Linked DNA regions of Sus scrofa: regions 1 and 2 are each linked to region 3. A link is a contact called in public Hi-C and HiChIP or PLAC-seq data. All regions are on one chromosome and are shown on one strand. Each heading gives the region's core, a stretch centred on a gene start, on an enhancer-like site or on the middle of the called end of the contact. The rest is flanking DNA. Distances are from core to core; before and after follow the strand shown.

What was found. A called contact is a pair of places that touch in the nucleus more often than the background predicts. HiChIP or PLAC-seq counts read pairs in DNA pulled down with a chosen protein or histone mark.
Region 1: a contact with region 3 is called in a Hi-C map of embryonic fibroblasts, with 2.7 times the contacts expected there. The contact joins the promoter of STK38L here to the promoter of MED21 in region 3. A contact is called at or near these places in 2 of 5 promoter capture datasets (fetal liver and liver), 3 of 47 Hi-C or Micro-C datasets (embryonic fibroblasts, heart right ventricle and skeletal muscle) and 2 of 2 datasets of contacts at active chromatin or transcription factors (alveolar macrophages and skeletal muscle).
Region 2: an H3K27ac HiChIP or PLAC-seq map of alveolar macrophages shows a contact between it and region 3. The contact joins the enhancer-like site here to the promoter of MED21 in region 3. A contact is called at or near these places in 2 of 5 promoter capture datasets (fetal liver and fetal skeletal muscle), 3 of 47 Hi-C or Micro-C datasets (embryonic fibroblasts, fibroblasts and mesenteric adipose tissue) and 2 of 2 datasets of contacts at active chromatin or transcription factors (alveolar macrophages and skeletal muscle).

Annotation. Positions count from the first base shown.
Region 1 is chr5:46,573,462-46,577,623 of Sscrofa11.1, reverse strand. STK38L (serine/threonine-protein kinase 38-like) reads left to right here and starts at 2,908. Exons shown (of 15, transcript XM_021092164.1): 1 at 2,908-3,016.
Region 2 is chr5:46,517,034-46,521,235 of Sscrofa11.1, reverse strand. It overlaps STK38L (serine/threonine-protein kinase 38-like), which reads left to right. Exons shown (of 15, transcript XM_021092164.1): 3 at 25-172. The coding sequence starts at 36. Among named protein-coding and RNA genes, the nearest start is that of ARNTL2, 37 kb to the right of the region's middle. Within about 2 kb of position 1,330, at least 4 of the 83 cell types and tissues checked have an H3K27ac peak or open chromatin away from gene starts, as enhancers often do. A contact at or near this core is called in alveolar macrophages, where this site is marked.
Region 3 is chr5:46,734,565-46,739,006 of Sscrofa11.1, reverse strand. MED21 (mediator complex subunit 21) reads left to right here and starts at 2,626. Exons shown (of 4, transcript NM_001243530.1): 1 at 2,626-2,683. The coding sequence starts at 2,642.

The sequences.
Region 1 (4,162 bases), core at 1,659-4,158, 160 kb after region 3:
TTATCACTTACTACCATCATTTGGCATTCTGTGGTTATTTACTATGTGGTAGGCGTAGAACAGTAACAGTAATACTAAATTTCACCCACTGAAAACAAAAATCAGATGAATTCTGGGTGCTGAAAACATTTTCACCATTCTTCTTCTTTCTGGCCTACAATTTTAGCTTGTCTATCTACATGTAGCGTAGATTGGGAGAAGAGGGAATAAGTGGAAAGGGAGTGAGTGGGGCTAGGGGTTGAACCCACAACCTCATGGTTCCTGGTCAGATTTGTTAACCACTGAGCCACAACGGGAAATCCATGAACTTTAGTTTCAATTGGTAGTAAGAAACTTGATAATAAGAGTTTTGGAAAGCCCTACCAAAAAAATCTATTATTTAAGCCAAGCATTCTTAATCTGGGTCTGTGAATTTTGATGAAAAAATAAATATACCCATTAAATATATATCTATATATAGATATAGCTATAAAGCATTTGCATAAATAATAATACATGTGCATACATTTTTTTTTACTAAGCCCTAATTGAAAATTAGCATTTCTTCCATCATGAATATAGTCAGTAAACCACAGTAACATTAGCAAACTGTGACTTTGTCCCCAATAGAAGTCACACATATTTTCTACCACATTAAAGTTGATGCAGATATCTCAAAATACTGTTTATGTGCATCACTACTGCAAAATTACTGTAGGTACTGATCTTGTTACTTAAAGCATTAGTAAAGGAGCAAATACATAACTATTAGTTATCTATGGCAGTGTAATAAATCCCCTCCCACCACATTAGTGGCCTAAAAAGATGAATAAGTATTGTTTCACCGTGTCTGTGGACAAGCAATCAGGTAAGATTAGCCATGTCTGTTAGCTCAGTGTTCTTTACCAGGCTGCAACCAAGATGTCGCCTCGGGCTACAGTCATCTCACGGTTCCACTGGAAAAGAATCTGCTTCCAGGCTTACTTATGAGGTTGTGAGTATGATTCAGTTTCTCTTGGGTTGTTGGACTGAGTGCCTCAATTCCTTGAAGACCTTGCTTTGTTCTTTGCCACATGGACCTCTCCATGAGACAGGGGACAGCATGACAGCTGGTTTCCATCAGAGTATGTAAGAAATAGAGCAAGAGAGGATGAACAAGATGGAAGCAAGAGTCTTTTGTAACCTAACATGGAAGTGACATCCCTTCATTTTTGCTGTATTCTCTTTTTCAAAACCAAATCACTAGGTTTACCCCACACTCAGGAGCGGTTTGTGCAAGATGGAAATATTGGAAGGTAAGGATTACTGGGAGTCATCTTAAGAGCTGCCTACAACAGAGCTATAACAAAAACTCATTTTTTGGTATTTTAATAATTGTATATTAATATAAGCAATTTCCTTTATAGCCCTAGGTAGTTTCTTTTATGCATTTAAAAACACTATTCTGCAAAAGGGCCTATAGATTTCACCAAACTTCCAAAAGGGCACTTGGCTCTAATTTGATTCAGGTCAGGCACCTTCAACAACCTGGGGGAATTTGTTTGGAATGGCCTCAATTTAGAAATTGGAAGTTGAAGATGTACCCTGCCCCACATTACCCTAGTCTAATACCCTACACATTCCTCTAGTGCTATGAAAATATTATGGCATATTTGAAAATATAAACTTGCTATAGGATACTCCATAAACTGTTTCCAATCCTACCACACTTGAATTAGTATGTATGCACTAGAGGGAGAATGGGGTGCAGGCATCTGTCAAGCATGTTTGATTATAATTAAACCTCTTATTTTCACGTATGTCAACTGTCATTTGTGTCTTAAAATGACCATATGATGTAGGAAGAACTGATTTCTTCAAGAACACACTAATTACCAGACAACATAGTGCTTTTTCCACTATCAAGGTATATATGAGAAAGCAGAGTGTAAAAAAAAGAAATGATATTATGATTCTTCTCTAAGTCTTTCACGTGCGTTGCCTACCCTCATCAAAACTAAAGATAATGGTTGGCATCTCTGAATTATATTTTCTGCAAGCACAATGCCAGCTTTGCATATTGTCTTAACAGTCTAAAAGTTAATGGTATTTTATAAAATCTCTAATATTCAGATAGAAGATAAATTTTTCAATGATAATTAGGAATGAGTCTCTTCATTGGCTTGTCCAGTAAGTTTTCTCCCTAAGCTCAAATGCATCATCCTCCCAAACATCTTTTCTGAGGCACACTACAGGATGGTGATTTTTCTCATAGTTTTCTTATCCTAAATAAGCAACCCAGTATTGTCAGTTATTTTAAGATTTTCCCCAAGCAAGATAACTCGAGCAAGTTTTTCATGTATGTCACAGAGTTTTTTGGCAGCTTTTCCAAATGCGAATCTCTCTCAAGTTGTTAGAGTCATGGTGAAATGGAAAAGGGTCAAGAAACCTGAGTGGCTTCTAGATCTCACAGCTACTAACTAGGCAGCTTGATCAGTCAGTCCAGTTTTGTTGACCACATTGTCCTACTCTGCAAAATGTTCCCCCAAATCACTAAAATTATCTCTAAGCCACTTTCCATCTCTATCATTCGCATTGCATAGTGAAGCATCAAGAAAAACTGTTGACATTTAGAATACGTGACTAATGTAGCAACACACAGGGCCACTCCCAAGAGTGGCCTGAACTAGCTCTGGGCAGAGTAGAGGGAAGTGAGATGAGGCTGATGAGAGGAATCGGTGACCATTCAAACAACTCCACCGCCAGGCGCAGGTGGATGGGGTGGGGCGGGGGGCGGTGTTGACGACAGAAGACTACTTCCGGCTGTGGTGCGTATGACGTCAGGACCGATTCGGACCGGCCCAGCCACCAAGAAGCCGAGCAGGGAGGGCTCGCGAGAGTTCAAGGAGGCCACCCCGAGATTCCGGCGCGGCAGCGGCGGCGGGTCCCACCTCCTGGGGGCGGGGCGAGGGCGGAGCGGGCAGCAGGGAGCGGACGGCGCCGGGCCGGTTGCGGTCCGTGCGGAGGCTGAGCCGGCCGCGGGCGCGACCGGAGGCAGGTGAGTGTGGGGATGCGGCGCTTTGAGGCGGCAGGCGCTGGGGGGCTCGTCTCGCTGTGCCAGCCCCAACTCTGTGAGCGGAGCAGGAGATTTTATGTGTCTTTGGGTGTCCAGGGAAAGACGGGCTCATTTCGCGGCTGGAAATGCCTCCGGTGAAGCTCCAGCGACGGCCTTGGCCCTCTTGTTCCCTGGAGTGCTACTGGCCCCAGGTGTCCGGAGAGGTGGCCTTGATCCCAGGGAGGAATCTTTGTCCTTCCCTGCTCCTTTCCCCTTCCACGCCTCTGCCCCCGAGCACCCTGCTCCCCGTCCCTGCCTGGGCTTCGTAAACAATAACAAATGTCGCGGATCCTCTCCTGTATCCCCAGCTTTCCCGTCCCGTGCCTTCCAGCTGGTGCCACTGAGGGGAAGGATTCTGGGCATAGCTCTTAGATTGTGGGGGCTGTTTGTGTACCATTCCTAAAAACTGATGCGTCAGATTGCTAAACATTTCTCAGACACTGTAAAGCCGCCCAGCTCCCAGAAGCCACAGTGTTCAAAACCGGTCTCGGAATCTGCCACTGGAACCCTAGACCCTTCTTTTCAATATCGTTTTCTCCCAACCCTTTTTTTCACCTTTGCTATCGGGGACAAACGAGTGCTTGTTTGGTATGAGAAGAGGAAAGACTCTACCCGATTGAGTAGGAGACATTTCACCTTTAAAAAGTTGCCAGGTTGATAGCAAAAGAACAAAAGTTTATTTTCAAAAGCGGTGGCCTCCCGTTTACTGTTGCTACTTTTGTGGGGCCGCTTTTCTGGTCCTTAGTTTGGAAGAAAAGTATAAAAAGAAATAGGAGGGGGGCGGGAGAGCTGGTGGTGCTAGAAGTAGTGGATGTCCAAAGGGTGATGCTGCCGTTCCTCACTTGATAAAATGCAGAACCAAAGCTCTTGTCTATTTCATGAAACTTGTGATAAGTTTTGATAGAAGCCAGTTGCTCGGGAAAGGTGGCCGGAGTAATAGCTTTATTACTAACTACTAAAATCTGAGGAAACAACTTTTAAGCGTTTTACTTTATGTCTCCTAGCTGTAAGATGGGAGAGAGACCTTGTCTTTTGGGGGCTGTGAGTGGGGTGGGGGCTTAAGCTTGTTAGGTCTCCCTACTTTGAGGC
Region 2 (4,202 bases), core at 81-2,580, 220 kb after region 3:
ACAATTTGTGTCTCTCTGTTCTAGTTTCTGTTACTATGGCAATGACGGCAGGGACTACTGCTACCACCTTTCCTATGAGCAACCATACCCGGGAAAGAGTGACTGTGGCCAAGCTCACACTGGAGAATTTCTACAGCAACCTAATTTTACAGCATGAAGAGAGAGAAACCAGGTACAGAAAAGGCTGGTCAAAATTTTCTGTGTAGTTAATAATTTTCTTGTTATGCTGCAGGTGGGGAGTAAACACCCTGTCCATTAATAATACAAATATTGTGGAAACCTGTATGCTGTCTTTAGGTTTCCTGAGAGTGTACCTTGTTACTTGTTTTACTTTCATAGAGTAGTATCTTGTCCTGTGCACCCATATACTTGTATCACAGGTCAGTTGGTGTTTTAAAGAAAACTTTTCTACCTATGAAATTCTGACATACCTTTATACTTTCTTTTAGAAGGGAGCTTAATGAATAACTGCCTTTAACCCAAAAGGATTCACAGTGTTGTGTGTATATCAGTGGGAACGGGAGAATTTTAAAAATGAGTCAAATGTTATTTTGCCTTCAGGAAACTTACAGCAAGAGAGACAATGCACATAAATATTACATGAAAGGGTGAAAAGTATGCCCTTTGGGAAGGGCAAGGATGGGAGAGATTGTTTTTGACAGAGGCAGCTGGGAAGGCTTCATAAATGGTGGTGACATTTAAACGGGGCTCCAAAGGGAGAGTACTGTTTATGTATGCAGAAAGGGGAGAAGAAAGAGGTGAAAGAGCAGGAGGAAGGATATTAGAGGCGGAAGAAACCACCTTCAGTGCCCTTCAGGCACTGTCTAATTTCGCTCCAGCTGGGTTTTACCATTTCCTGAGAGCTTTGGATGCTTTGTTAGTGGAGCTTTTCTCATGCCAGTAAAGAGCCTTGAAAACTTTCAAAAAGAAGATTTAAATGGTCACAGGTGTTTCTCTGGGAGACTACTTTAGTTGTGATGGACAGAATTGATTGTGGGAAGAGGAATTAGGAACAGGAAAGGCTAGTGCTGTAGCCCAGGCCAGTGGAAAGGAGGCTTGCTTTCGGATTATGACAGCAATAATAGAGAGGAACTGAGTGAGAAAGACAGAAAAAACATAGCAACTACCCAAATATGGAGTGCAAGAAAAATAAGTTAATGCTGGCTCCGAAATCTCACACTTGGGCATACCGAGAGTGGCACAATTAGCGAACTAGGACTGTAGAGGAAGAATCTGGTTTTGAACATAATTTTGGGCAGGTCTAACTGATTAGATGTGGCTGGAGAGAGAATTAGAACTAGAAAATGAAACCAAAGTAACTACTCAGAAGTCAACTAGGAAATAAGAAAGAGAGCTAAGCAACATGGAGGACAGTGAGGAGAGCAAACATATCTTTGATCAGAGTTCCAAAGGAAGAGAAGAAGGAGAAGGGAACAGAGAGAGGCAAGTTAAATGAAGCATATGCCATCTGCAGAAATTCCAGAAGATTTAACTTAACTTAGGTGGAGGGAACATAGTCACAAACAGAAAATCTAACTGTAAACATGTGAATGATTCTCAACAAAAACTGTATAAAAAATCAGCAATTGAGATCTTGCCATGGCGCAGTGGAAACGAATCCAACTAGGAACCATGAGGTTGCAGGTTCGATCCCTGGCCTCATTCAGTGGGTTAAGGATCTGGCGTTGCCATGAGCTGTGGTGTAGGTTGTAGACTTGACTCGGATCCTGTGTTGCTGGACTGTAGCGTAGGCTGGCAGCTGTAGTTCCAATTTGACACCTAACCTTGGACCCTCCATATGCCATGGATATGGCCCTAAAAAGCTAAATAAATAAATAAATAATAAAAATTAAAAATTGCAATTCTCACTCAAAAAAAACCCAGCAGTATTGATAATGTCTTATGTATGTATGTACGTATGTATGTATGTATTTGCTTTTTAGGGCCACAAGTGTGGCATATGGGGCCAGCCTCTGCCACAGCCACAGCAATGCCAGATTTGAGCAGCTTCTGTGACCTGCACCACAGCTCACAGCAACACACTGGATTCTTAACCCACTGAGTGAGGCCAGGGATCGAACCATGTTCTCTTGGATACTGGTCAGGTTCATTATAGCTAAGCCACAATGGGAACTCCTTTTTTTTTTTAATGTCTTATGTATTTTTTCAAAAAGTATTAAAGTGTTTTTGTGTAGTAGACTCTTAGTTAGGAGGGAAGTAAGTGGAATTAAATTATTCTTAAGAGGATCATTGACTCTGTGGATAGTGGATACAACATAGCTAGGGAAAATTGATTAATTTCAGGCTTTGACAAATTAAATGTACACGTAATTTTTAGGGTAGCCTCTAAAGGAATAAAAATAGAGTTTGTAACTTTGAAACTAATAGAAGGAAAAAAATGGATGGGGAAAAATAAATTCAGAAGGCGGCAAGTGAAAAAGAAAAACTGAAATACCAACGAGCAAGCACAAGTAGAAATTGCACCATAAGTGAGAAATAAATCCAGACACATAAAAAACTATGTCAACTGTAAATGTAATGAATGTCTCTGAAAGTGGTCAGATCATCAAAGGAGATGGAATAAAGTAAAAGAAAGGAAGGAAAGCCCTAGATTTTTTCAATAGTCACTTAAATTATTCATCAGAATTTTAAAGGGTCATTGTCTTTTTATTGCTGAAACCTTAAAGTAATTCTGTTTTGCCCTCTGTTCCCAAACAAAGGAAAGTAGGAATAAAAGAATCTACTGTTGTTTAAAAAGAAAAAAGCAATCTCATCTTTATGGTGCCATGGAAGTTAAATAATCAGCTTATATTTTCTAAAAGCTTTTTTTTTTTTTTTTGTCTTTTTTTGCTATTTCTTGGGCTGCTCCCGCGGCATATGGAGGTTCCCAGGCTAGGGGTCGAATCGCAGCTGTAGCCGCCAGCCTATGCCAGAGCCACAGCAATGCGGAATCCGAGCCTTGTCTGCAACCTACACCACAGCTCACGGCAATGCCGGATCGCTAACCCACTGAGCAAGGGCAGGGACCGAACCCACAACCTCATGGTTCCTAGTTGGATTCATTAACCGCTGCGCCACGATGGGAACTCCTAAAAGCTTATACTTTAGGAAAACACATGACATTTTAAGGCTTACCTAATTGAGTAAATGCCAATAAAGTACCAGTAAGAATAGAGCATAAGCTTATTTAGAGGTAAAGTCTCTTTTAAAGTGGTATAGGAAAAGTCCGTGAGTCTTCCTATTTAGGCCTGGAAATGGATGAAAGTCCTTGCATCTCTCCTCATAAGGATGGGAGATTTACTGAAGTTTTAGCTTTCACACAGATTGAGGAAAGGGGGCAGTAGGGATTTGACAGAAGAATAAATCTGCTTGTGTACTGATAGTGCCTCCTAGGTTAATGGTCCTCTCACTCTGTGGATTCTTCCTGCAGAGGAGAAAACCCAGATCATTGAACAAGCAGCTCTGTGCATAAAGGCAGACACAGGATCCAGTATTGGCCTAGCCCATTCAAAGGGTTGGGCTTGGGCAAATAATATAGCAACAAAAGATAACTGTGTAAACAAAAAATCAGTGTGATTAGTGCCAAGGTGGGTGCTTATTACTAGACTCAAGGAAGTGACTGAACTATATATATACACACACACACACGCATATGTATTTATTCATTTATTTATTTTGTCTTTTGTCTTTTTAGGGCCACACGGGCGCGGCATATGGAGGTTCCCAGGATAGGGGTCTAATTGGAGCGATGGCTGCCGGCCTACACCACAGCCCCAGCAACGCTGGATCCGAGCTGCATCTGCAACCTACACTACAGCTCACAGCAACGCCGGATCCTTAACCCACTGAGCGAGGCCAGGGATCAAACCCACAACCCCATCGTTCCTAGTTGGATTCGTTTCCACTGTGCCACGACAGGAACTCCAAGATTTTTTTTTTTTTTTTTTTTTGTCTTTTGTTGTTGTTGTTGCTATTTCTTGGGCCACTCCCGCGGCATATGGAGGTTCCCAGGCTAGGGGTTGAATCGGAGCTGTAGCCACCGGCCTACGCCAGAGGCACAGCAACGCAGGATCCGAGCCGCGTCTGCAACCCACACCACAGCTCACGGCAACGCCGGATCGTTAACCCACTGAGCAAGGGCAGGGACCGAACCCGCAACCTCATGGTTCCTAGTCGGATTCGTTAACCACTGCGCCACGACG
Region 3 (4,442 bases), core at 1,377-3,876:
ATGAATTGATAGGAAACACAAAAACTGACAAGATTCACAAATCTGAGATGTAGATAGCGAGAGCCTTAAGGTCTGCTTAAAATTTAGAAAAGGAAGGTAGGCAAGCAGCCTATCCTAGATTTTTGACAAAACCCAAGACACCTTGGATGGAGGTGGGAATAGGGCTCCAGGGGAAAGACAGGAAAGGTCCTCTGTGAAGTCTGGTCATTTGTCACATCTCATTCTAACCTCACCCTTGCTCTGTATTTTTTAACACTTTTGTTCTTCCTGTGGGTTACATTCTTTGGACCTTATTTATTTTTGTCTTTTTAGGGCCACACCCACAGCATATGGAGGTTCCCAGGCTAGGAGGCGAATTGGAGCTATAGCCACTGGCTTACACCACAGCCACAGCAGTAGCAGATCTGAGCCAAGTCTGCAACCTACACCATAGCTCAGGACAACTCTTTAACCCACTGAGTGAGGCCAGGGATTGAACCTGCCTCCTCATGGATACTAGTCAGATGCATTTCTGCTGAGCCATGGCAGGAACTCTCTGGGACTGTGTTTATTAAATTAAATTCAATAAATATTTATTTAGTTGCTTATAAGGAAATCATTATGCTAGGAAATTAATTCATTTAGTCCATAAATATGTACTCAGTGGCTTCTATGTGTCAGGCTGAATCCTAGATGCTAAGCAGTGGAACTATGGAAACAATTGAAATGTTTCCTGCCCACAAGCAGTTTGTGGTGGTGAGTGAATTTGAGCCATGTATGGATAACGAAGCCTCAATATGCTTAGTGCAATAACAGAAGTACAAGGAATAACTGTGGTAAAGATTGGGAGCAATTAATTTTAGGGTTTCAGGAAAGGTTTTATTAAAAAAAATTTTTTTAATGAGTTTTGAAAGCTGAGTGGATGATCAACAAGGAAACAGAACCAGTATAGGGATGGAAGTGTGGGCTTTTCATACAAGAAAGAGAGATTTATCATGTTTTATATGGTGTGCATAGCAGTGTGAAACAGAACACCTGTAGGGGATTGCAAGAAATCTAATGTAACAAATGCTTATTTATAGAATTTCAGCCTAATGCCTGGAACGTTTAGATGTTTAATACATTGTGACTGAATAGGTAGTAAAGGTAGTTAAGGGTCTAGAATGTCAAATTAAAGAACTGTTAAGGATTTTTTTTTCCGGAAAAAATAATCACTACAGGTTTTAAAAATCAAAGTACCACAAGATTGGCTATGCGTTGATAATTGAAGCTGGGAGATGGGTGCATGAGTGTTCACAATAGTACTCTCTACTTTTGGACATGTCTGAAACTTTTAATAATATAGTTTAAAAGAACATACTTACCAAAAGTGGGTGTTTAAAAGATGAGATTCATAATACTGGGTCCTGTTCTTAAAACCACATGCTCCAGTTGGGGATTCAAGAAAAGCACATGAGGAGTTCCCGTCGTGGCCCAGTGGTTAACGAATCCGACTAGGAACCATGAGGTTGCGGGTTCGATCCCTGCCACTTGCTCAGTGGGTTAACGATCCGGCGTTGCCATGAATTGTGGTGTAGGTTGCAGACGCGGCTCGGATCCCGCGTTGCTGTGGCTGTGGTGTAGGCCGGTGGCTACAGCTCCGATTGGACCCCTAGCCTGGGAACCCCCATATGCCGCAGGAGCGGCCCAAGAAATGGCAAAAAGACAAAACAAACAAACAAAAAAAAAAGAAAAGCCCATGAAAAGGCATATGTGAAAGTGTCGAAATCATAAAAGGAGAGAGGAGTAATCCATGTGGACTCTAGTAATTCATAAAATTTACATGAAAATAGTAAAACTTAGAAAAAAACCCCCTTTTTTTTTTGGCCGCACAGGCATGTGGAAGTTCCCTGGGCCAGGGATTAAAGCTGTTGAACCAGTGGGATTTGGAAGACCCTAACCACTGTAGTCGGATTCTTAATCCACTGTACCAGTGGGAACTCCCAAGTATTCTTTAGTTGTTCATTGTGTAGGCCATGTGGTCTACCTAGAAAGCCAAAGCAATGTAAAATAGGTATTCAAGGTGATGTTTAAAAATGGATACAAACCTTGTGGCTCAGCAGGTTACAAACCAGGGCTAGTATCCATGAGGCTGCGGGTTGGATCCCTGGCCTAACTCAGGGGGTTAAGGATCTTGAGCTGCAGTGAGCTGTGGTGTAGATCACAGATGCAGCTCGGATCCCTCCTTGCTGTGGCTGTGTCTGTGTCTGTTTTGCTGTAGGCTGGCAGCTACCCTCTAGCCTGGGAACTTCCAGGAGCGGCCCTTCAAAAAAGAAGAAAAAAAAAAAAAAAAAGATACAAAGAGGATAGGGAAACTTACTTAGAAAAACCGCGAATCCAGTCTCCACAAAGTGTTTACTTAAAAGCCATGAGAAAGTACATTGGCTCACCCCAGAAGCCCCCAAATTACTAAACGTGGGCCCAGCGGAGCTTCCCCCAGGTGCAGCTGGTCTGAACAAAAATAAGCCTTAGGAAAGCCCAGCCGCTTAGCGCGGGGAGTGGAGTTCGGCTTGACTCCACCCCCTCCACGAACTCAGCCCTGTGATTGGTCGTGACGCTTACCAAAGCTGCCCAATTGCATCCGAGCAGCTGCTTTAGCGTCTCTTTGTTTGCGGGGAGAAACATGGCGGATCGCCTGACACAGCTGCAGGACGCCGTGAACTCGGTGAGCAATTGTACTCGATTAGTCTCCGTCTTCTTTCCTGAGGGAAAGCAAGTTAGAAAAAGGGACTTGGGGGGCAAGCTTGGAAGTGGGGAGCGTCTTTCCGCAACGCACGCTCGGGTCGGCGGGAGGCGGCGCCGCGGTCTGTGAGGCCGAGGCGGCCGGTGGAATGGTGCGGAGCTGCGGGAGCCCGCGGCCTCAGCCTGCGAGGTGGAGGGTCTCCCTGCCTAGTCTCAAGCCTCACGGCCTTGTCATGTTTTCTAGGAACGGCTTTATTTTCTTGTCAGCGGTGCTTATGGGGTCGCCCCTCTTGCGGGGAAGAGAGAGGAAGCGGAAACTCCCTCCCGCACCCATACATTTTAACCCTTGGAGGGAAACCCGTGTTCTTAACCATTGGATTGGACCTTAGCGAAGAGTAATCCTTCGCCCAAATTTTCAGGTTGGGGCGGGAGTGACGGTAAAGTGAGTAATTTTGTTTCATCTCGGTTGGTTCCTGTAGACTAAGGGTCGTTGCATCTCTTGGCCACTCCCCCAGCGTAAGTCAAGTTTGGGGAAAACTGACATCTTTATGATAGTGAATCTTCTGATCCTTGTCTCTTTAAGTTTTTAAAAATGTCTGCCAAAAGTTCTACTCCCTATTAAAGTCAGATCTTGTAATTGGCCCTCTTACTTTGAACCTTCTGATTATTTTTCCTGTTATGTGAAGTGAAAGTGATGCAAACCAAGGGATTCATATGCTTATTACCGTTAAGAGCTAAATTGTTTTCTATCGGTAGTTACATTTCTCTCATTCTGTTTGTAATTTGATGTCCCAGAGAAGATGCCTATAGATGTTGACAGGAAAATCCAGGTACCTCTTGCTAGTTTTTTTTCTCACTAGAAGGAAATAGGCTGGCATTCTTGTTATTGCTCAGTCTTTGTACGTGAGCAATAAGTGTGAATGTACACATATTGAGTGTGAATCTGCATGTTAAAAACTGATCTACTTTGCCTATGAGGGCCAGCCCCTAAATGTCGATGAATTCACCAAGGTAAATTCTACCTTTGGTGACTTTTCTGGACTACTGAACAACCTACCTTGGGGAGACAGTCCTTTGAGGTTTTACAAAATCAAATTGTAATGATGCTACTTGATAGAAATGTTATTTTAGGGGAAATATCGCATAGTCATCCATGTCTCCTGGCCAGAAGGATAGTAAGAACAAAGTGAATATGGCCTTTACTCCAAAAGTAGGCATACTGATTTTGCAAAGAAGCCTCTAGGTTAACTAGTATGTGTAGAAGCACTATAATGTTTATGGAGAGATGCTCCTTAAGGAGTTTGCAGTCTGATTAGAAAGACGTCATATACTCAAGAGACATTTAAATAAATGACACAAAAGCAGTATATGGTTAGGGAGTTGAATCGAGTGTTTTCAGCTGTAAGTGCTGAAGTAAAGTGGGCTAGTGAGTGCTGTTAGGAGGGAGTCTTAGTGTTTTTCTGACTCATAATTGTAAAATTTTTAAAATATAATTTTATCCTCTGAGAACTTCATGAGAGCAGAAACTGTCTTGTTCACGCTCTAACTTAGAATGTTTATATAGTTATATACAGTTGATATATCATAGTGTTGATTTTTGATAAATATTTGGTGACTAACTGGATCTTGAGAGCTTCATAAGGACATAGTCACAGTGTTGAATATTCTTGTATTTTCTCTGTTCCTCATAACAATGCTGTAATGTGAGAATATTCCCAATTTAAAATTTCTTTTAAAACTCT